2 separate regions of the Mus musculus genome follow, and region 2 is linked to region 1. The links are chromatin contacts, called in public HiChIP or PLAC-seq maps. All regions are on one chromosome and are shown on one strand. The core of a region is the stretch at or near the end of the contact, and the rest is flanking DNA. Distances in the headings are between cores, read along the strand shown.

Region 1 (2,777 bases), core at 132-2,631:
TCTCTCTGGGTTCTAAGTCTGGGCAGGCCGACTCCCAGTCCCCAATTGTAAACCACTAAACTACCCAGCTGTAAAGTGTGTATTCATAGTTATGTCAGACTTCCTTATTAATGCGAAAGAAAAGGACTTCTATATAAGCATGTATCTAATATGGGAACAGAAACTAGTTCCCAAATTCAAATAAACAAATAAACCCAGTTGGTCAAGGACTTGCTCTGGGTTTAGAAACACACCAATGGCAGCCTAACTGGTTTTAAGTTGAAGAGGGTTACCGTCCAAGATGCCCTTGCCGTTAGAAGACTGGCTGTGACGAGGGAATTCCTTTATCTTAGACCCGGGAAGCTGGCATCTTCTGCCAATATTCACACACTGCCACAGTTTAATTTGATGCTTTGTAAGGATGAAAGCTCATGTCCTTAGCAATTTTTGGCAATCTGTGGACTTTTAGATTTTTTTTTTCTGATCATCTTGTCACTGTTACATAGATGTCGCACCTACATGAACAACACTTCCCAAATGGGCCATTGTTAAATGAAAGACTTGATAGGCCTGGTGGTGCCCCCCATAATTCTAGCTACACAGAAGATGGGGGCAGGAGAGTCAAAAGTTCAAGGCCCATCTTGCCTATACAATGTGTTCAAGACTAGCCTGGGTAACTTAATGAAACCACATTTCAAACAAATTTTTGAAACAGTCAAGATGTATGGCTCACTGGGAAATACTTGCCTAGCATACACAAGACCCTAGATTCAATTCTTAGTATTGCAAAAAGAGAGAGGGGGCAGGACAAAAATAATTGGAAAGATGGAAGGAAGGGAACAGGGAAGGAGGAAGAGAGGGAAGGAGGGAGGGAGGGAGGGAGGGAGGGAGGGAGGGAGGGAGGGAGGGAGGGAAGGAGGACCACTTTTACTGAGAACCTAGTAAAATTTGTCATGCCCTCACAGCTACTCTGCAGTTAGATTGTTATCCTGGTTTGATAAATTAGGTTCAGAGACATTACTGTTTCTCCAACCTTATACGGCTAGTAAATGTTAGCACTGAGGTCTGGGGCAGCCCAGTGTTCTTTCTGCCACCAATACTTTTGATTATGGTAACCTTAATTTTCTAACCAAATATGAAAAGGCATTAAGAAATGAAAATCAGTTGCTTAAAGAGAAAATGTGAACTTTGGACAAAAAAATAAGACAAGAGAGACAGAGGAAAAAAATGAAGAAAGGGAAGACAGAAAAAAAGTTCTAATACCCTTACAGGGAAAATGGCAAAAGTTCTGAAGAGCAAGCTGAGAGGCAGGCAGAGCCGTGGGGCTGGAGGAACTCCAGGCTGCTTACGGGGAGTTCAGGTATGGCACTCAGGGCAGAGCTTGGGAAGAGGCACACAGCCAATCTAAATAAAATGTCACTCCAGCCACCAGGTAACAGGAATCAAGGAAACCAAGTCCCCTAGAGGGACAACAGATGAGTGTTCAGAGAATCTGAGTGGGTGTGATTCCTCAAAACACCGGAAGTCTGTAATGGTCGCAGCCTTTGGATACCAGCCAGTGTGTTTGCCCTGTTCTAGTTGGATACCATTAGCCTTGCCATTGATGACCTTAAGAGAACTTCAGGGGACATGGGTCTGGTTAAGATAGTTCCAGTGGCCAGCAGCTCACCTTGATCAGCTCTTGCGGGAATGAGTTTGGTGAGTTAACCTGTTTGTAACTGTAAATCAGAACCAATTACTGGAAAATCCCGGCAGTGGCTTTTTATTTCCTTATCTGTCTTGATTTGGTAAACTTTGACTTGTGTGGAGCCTTGGACGTAATAAAAGTTGAATTTTGAACTTCTGCTTTGGAGGGCATGTATCCTGTAGCCCAGGCATAATAGCTCTTAGCACGCTGCCTTTGCAGGCAGGACCTGCTGTGTTCTGCTGTGTCCAGACTCACACCTTGCCTGCCCAGAAATATTCAGATGCCTACTAATGACGGTGGCGGAGTCCTGGCTAGTTCTCAGTTGCTTTGTTTCCTGGAAGGGCAGGAGTGAATCATTTGGGAAAGTTTCATTTCAGATGGGGGTGGGGTGCGTGCTGCAAATAGTGATAAATGGGTCTCTTGTTCCGATGCAGTTCTGTTTCCTGCAGGGGGTTAAAGAACCACCCTGACAGACAGCTGAGAATCTGTTTTCATGAGCCCACCTTCCCCTCCAATAGATCACTCCCTGTCATGCGTGGAGGTGAAGCGGAATTCTGTGTTATTCGTTAGGCTCAAGTCCTCATTAGGAACGTCTTTATCAAATAAACACTAGACTCCACAGCCACGGGGAACAAGAGGCCGCTTCATACCAAGTACAATGATGAACGTCTCCTGTGGCCCTGGACTCCGACTCTTAACATCTGTGATCTCCCCATCTCCATGGTAACATAAAGTAAATAATAAAAATAGTTCAAATCCAGGAAAAGCACAGCAGGGAATGTCTGTCCTCAAGGAAAACAAATGCTTAGCCTGCACTCACATACCAGGGAGAGGACCCACATGAAACCGAACAGTTAATTGACAGGAAAATGGCAGAGAGGAGAGCGGGGTGCGCACGCGTGTGTACACACACGCACGCACGCACGCACGCACACACACACACACACACACACACACACACACACACACAAGTCAGATTATTTGACAAAATGTTGTCTTCTTTCGGTGGGAGGCCTGAAGGGAACGTGGCTTCTTTTATGCGTGGGCTTGTACAGTATATATTTTACATTCTGCACGAATGTGTTTTGAATTATAGGCTTGTTACGTTACA
Region 2 (2,777 bases), core at 71-2,570, 250 kb after region 1:
GTTTGAGGCCAGCTTGGTCTACAAAGTGAGTTCCAGGACAGCCAGGGCTATACAGAGAAACCCTGTCTCAAACCCCCCACCCCCCAAAAAAAATTTTTTTAAATAAATACACTCCTGGCACTCTGGGCCTCTTTCCTGTCTGTCCTCATACCTGATCTTCTCCCCTTTTCCTCTCCTCTCCCAACCGCCCCCCATGTCCCCACCCCCACCCCCACCTCTGCTCTACCTTCCAGTTCCCTCCTTCTCTCTGCCTCCCATGACTGTTTTGATCCCCTTTCTAAGTGGGATTTAAGCACCTTCACTTGGGCCTTGCTTCTTGTTGAACTATGGGGTGTATCATGTATATTCGTACTTTGGCACTTGAGCTTTTAAAAACTTTGCTTTGGTGTCAGTGACTAATGTCAGAATCTCAACTATTGTTTCTTCACACATCTTTTCTGCTTAACCCTCTCCTAGGATTTCAGTCATGAGGATATTAGGTAACTTGGTACTGTCTAACAGTTCCTGGGTCATAGGAACGCAAGCTTATTGTGCTTGCTTTATGTTAATTTGTTGTTAGAAACTCCTGCTTGAGTTTTGGCTGTTTCTGTTCACCATTGTCATTTTGTTGAGTATTTCCTGCTGAGCTCATCAGAGGCAGTTTCAACTTCCATTACTGTTTTTCATTGTCATATTCTATCCGACGCTTTCTTACATCTCCATCTGATCTTGCACATTCTTTTATGCTTGGTCCTTAACTCACTCACTCCTTCTGAAGTCTTTACCTGATAGAGCCAGCATCTTCATTATATTAGACTGCTTATGTAGTTTTCCCTCTAGACTCATGTCTGTAGTGTTTTCTCTGTGTATGTTCAGGAAAATATATATGTGTTGAAATCCTCTTGCTGAAAACTGGAGATCTTATCTAGGTGGTAAAGAAAAGCAAATAATTTTTATGTGTGAAAACTGAAAAAAAATTCCAGGGTCTAAGTCTTTAAGCGTATGAGGAGGTGTGATGATGGTGATGATTCGGTCACGTTAGGGATGAAGCTGGCAAGACATTTATTTTTAGTCTTCTTACCTTTACAGCACCACAGAGCAGATCCCCTCCGTCGCCATTTAGAATAATGCAGAGACTATTTCTCAGTTCTGGATCATTCTTAGCTTCGTATCCTTCTTCTACACTGCAGGGAAATTCTCCCTGAACTCTGTATTCTCCCATTAAAAAGTCCTTGTTACTTTTTACTCATGGCCTGCTAGACATTTGGGGAGACAGAGGGTGAACTCTGTGGTTCTGATTAAACCTTAGTCATGCACCACGCCCCTAATTCTCAGACAGAGGCCTTTGCAGTATGCCAGTGTCAGCAACAGAACATCCGGTTCCATCTGGTAATTCCTGCCTATTGCAGAGTAGTAAGGGGTTTGGGATTTTGGGATTTTGGGAACAGTTTTCTTTTCCCAGATACTGCATATAAATACAAGTGTCCTAAAGCTAACAGTGTTTATTGTCCTTACTTCTCAAGAATTTAATGTTTTGTTATATAAGGAAGAGGGAGAGATGATCTAGGTAGAGTTTTATACATTGTAAATGCTTTCTCAGAAAAAATTTTGTGACTATCTGGGTATGTCCATAAGAGAACTTTAAATTCCCTTATGCCCATATATCCTTCATATCTTCTCAGTGAGTCTGCTCTATCTTTGTAGCCCATACTCAACCTTTTGATGACTGGTTAAACCTTTTTAAAAGATGCATTATTTTTAAATTCTGTGTCTCTTGTGTGGATGTGGGGATGTGTGCACGAGTCCTGGTGTAGTGGGGGTACAGGCGTTAGAGATACAGGCAGTGTGAACCACCTAATGCTTGTGAGTGCTGCTAACCAAACTCAGCTTCTCTCCAAGAGCAGAATGGCCTCAAAACCACTGACCATCTAGACAGCCCTCAATGATTACCTTTTTAAGTGAGTGTTCATCATTGTGGCCAACACAGAATAAACCAGCAATTATAACCCACCTCTCCTTTAGAAGGGTCTTCCTTAGATTTTGAAGTGGGAATTTGTCCTTCAACCACAGACAACAGAACTTTCAGTAGTTCAAAAAAGCATTGTAAATTTACTCACAGTATTTTTGCTGTTCCAAGACTAAGAAAATACACTTTCTAGTGATTTGTGTCCTAAGCAGAATCCAGAACTTAGTCTCTGATTTTAAATCTGTCTAGTGTTTAAAACCCAGCATTTAAAGCTGTAAGCTTTCTTATGTACAGTGTCTACTCCAGCCCATAAATTGATGTAGTATGTGTTTTGTCATTCTGCCCAAAATATTGTGTAATCTGCCTGTGATGCACTTCTTTGATCTGTGGATTATTTAGAAACATGTCATCTGTGAAATTACTTGGCTGTCTTACTGTTGCTGATTTGGTCTTCTCTCCCCAGCTTACAAAGAGCCCTGTTTTGTGTATTCCCGAGTTGGGGGTAACCGAACATCCTTGAAACAACCTGTGGATAACTGTGACAACACGCTGGTGTTTGAAGCAAGGTTTGAGAGTGGTAATCTACAGAAGGTAGTCAAAGTGTAGGTTTTAATTATTTTTATTAGAGGAAGTAGGTCGTTCGCTACTTACTGTTTTCTGAATTAGGCACATTAAAGCTTTTAGTATCAATTATCTAACTATAATTCTCAAAGTATAAATGCTAACTATGAGTGTTAAGGATTTACATTTATTTTAGCCATTCCTAGGCCAGTATTTATAACTCTACATATATAAAAAGTTACTTGGTAAGAAAAAGTCACAGCCAGAAAAT

What was found. HiChIP or PLAC-seq counts read pairs in DNA pulled down with a chosen protein or histone mark.
Region 2: a FOXA1 HiChIP or PLAC-seq map of pancreatic cancer cells shows a contact between it and region 1. The contact joins two enhancer-like sites. A contact is called at or near these places in 1 of 39 promoter capture datasets (macrophages), 1 of 484 Hi-C or Micro-C datasets (round spermatid), 3 of 115 datasets of contacts at active chromatin or transcription factors (bone marrow-derived macrophages, embryonic stem cells and pancreatic cancer cells) and 3 of 9 other capture datasets (adipose tissue, embryonic stem cells and liver).

What each region holds. Positions count from the first base shown.
Region 1 is chr6:34,541,625-34,544,401 of GRCm38.p6, forward strand. No RefSeq gene overlaps it. Among named protein-coding and RNA genes, the nearest start is that of Gm32942, 6.1 kb to the left of the region's middle. Within about 2 kb of position 1,382, at least 77 of the 459 cell types and tissues checked have an H3K27ac peak or open chromatin away from gene starts, as enhancers often do. A contact at or near this core is called in pancreatic cancer cells, where this site is marked.
Region 2 is chr6:34,795,786-34,798,562 of GRCm38.p6, forward strand. It overlaps Agbl3 (ATP/GTP binding protein-like 3), which reads left to right. Exons shown (of 20, transcript NM_001289656.1): 7 at 2,409-2,547. Among named protein-coding and RNA genes, the nearest start is that of Agbl3, 17 kb to the left of the region's middle. Within about 2 kb of position 1,321, at least 60 of the 459 cell types and tissues checked have an H3K27ac peak or open chromatin away from gene starts, as enhancers often do. A contact at or near this core is called in pancreatic cancer cells, where this site is marked.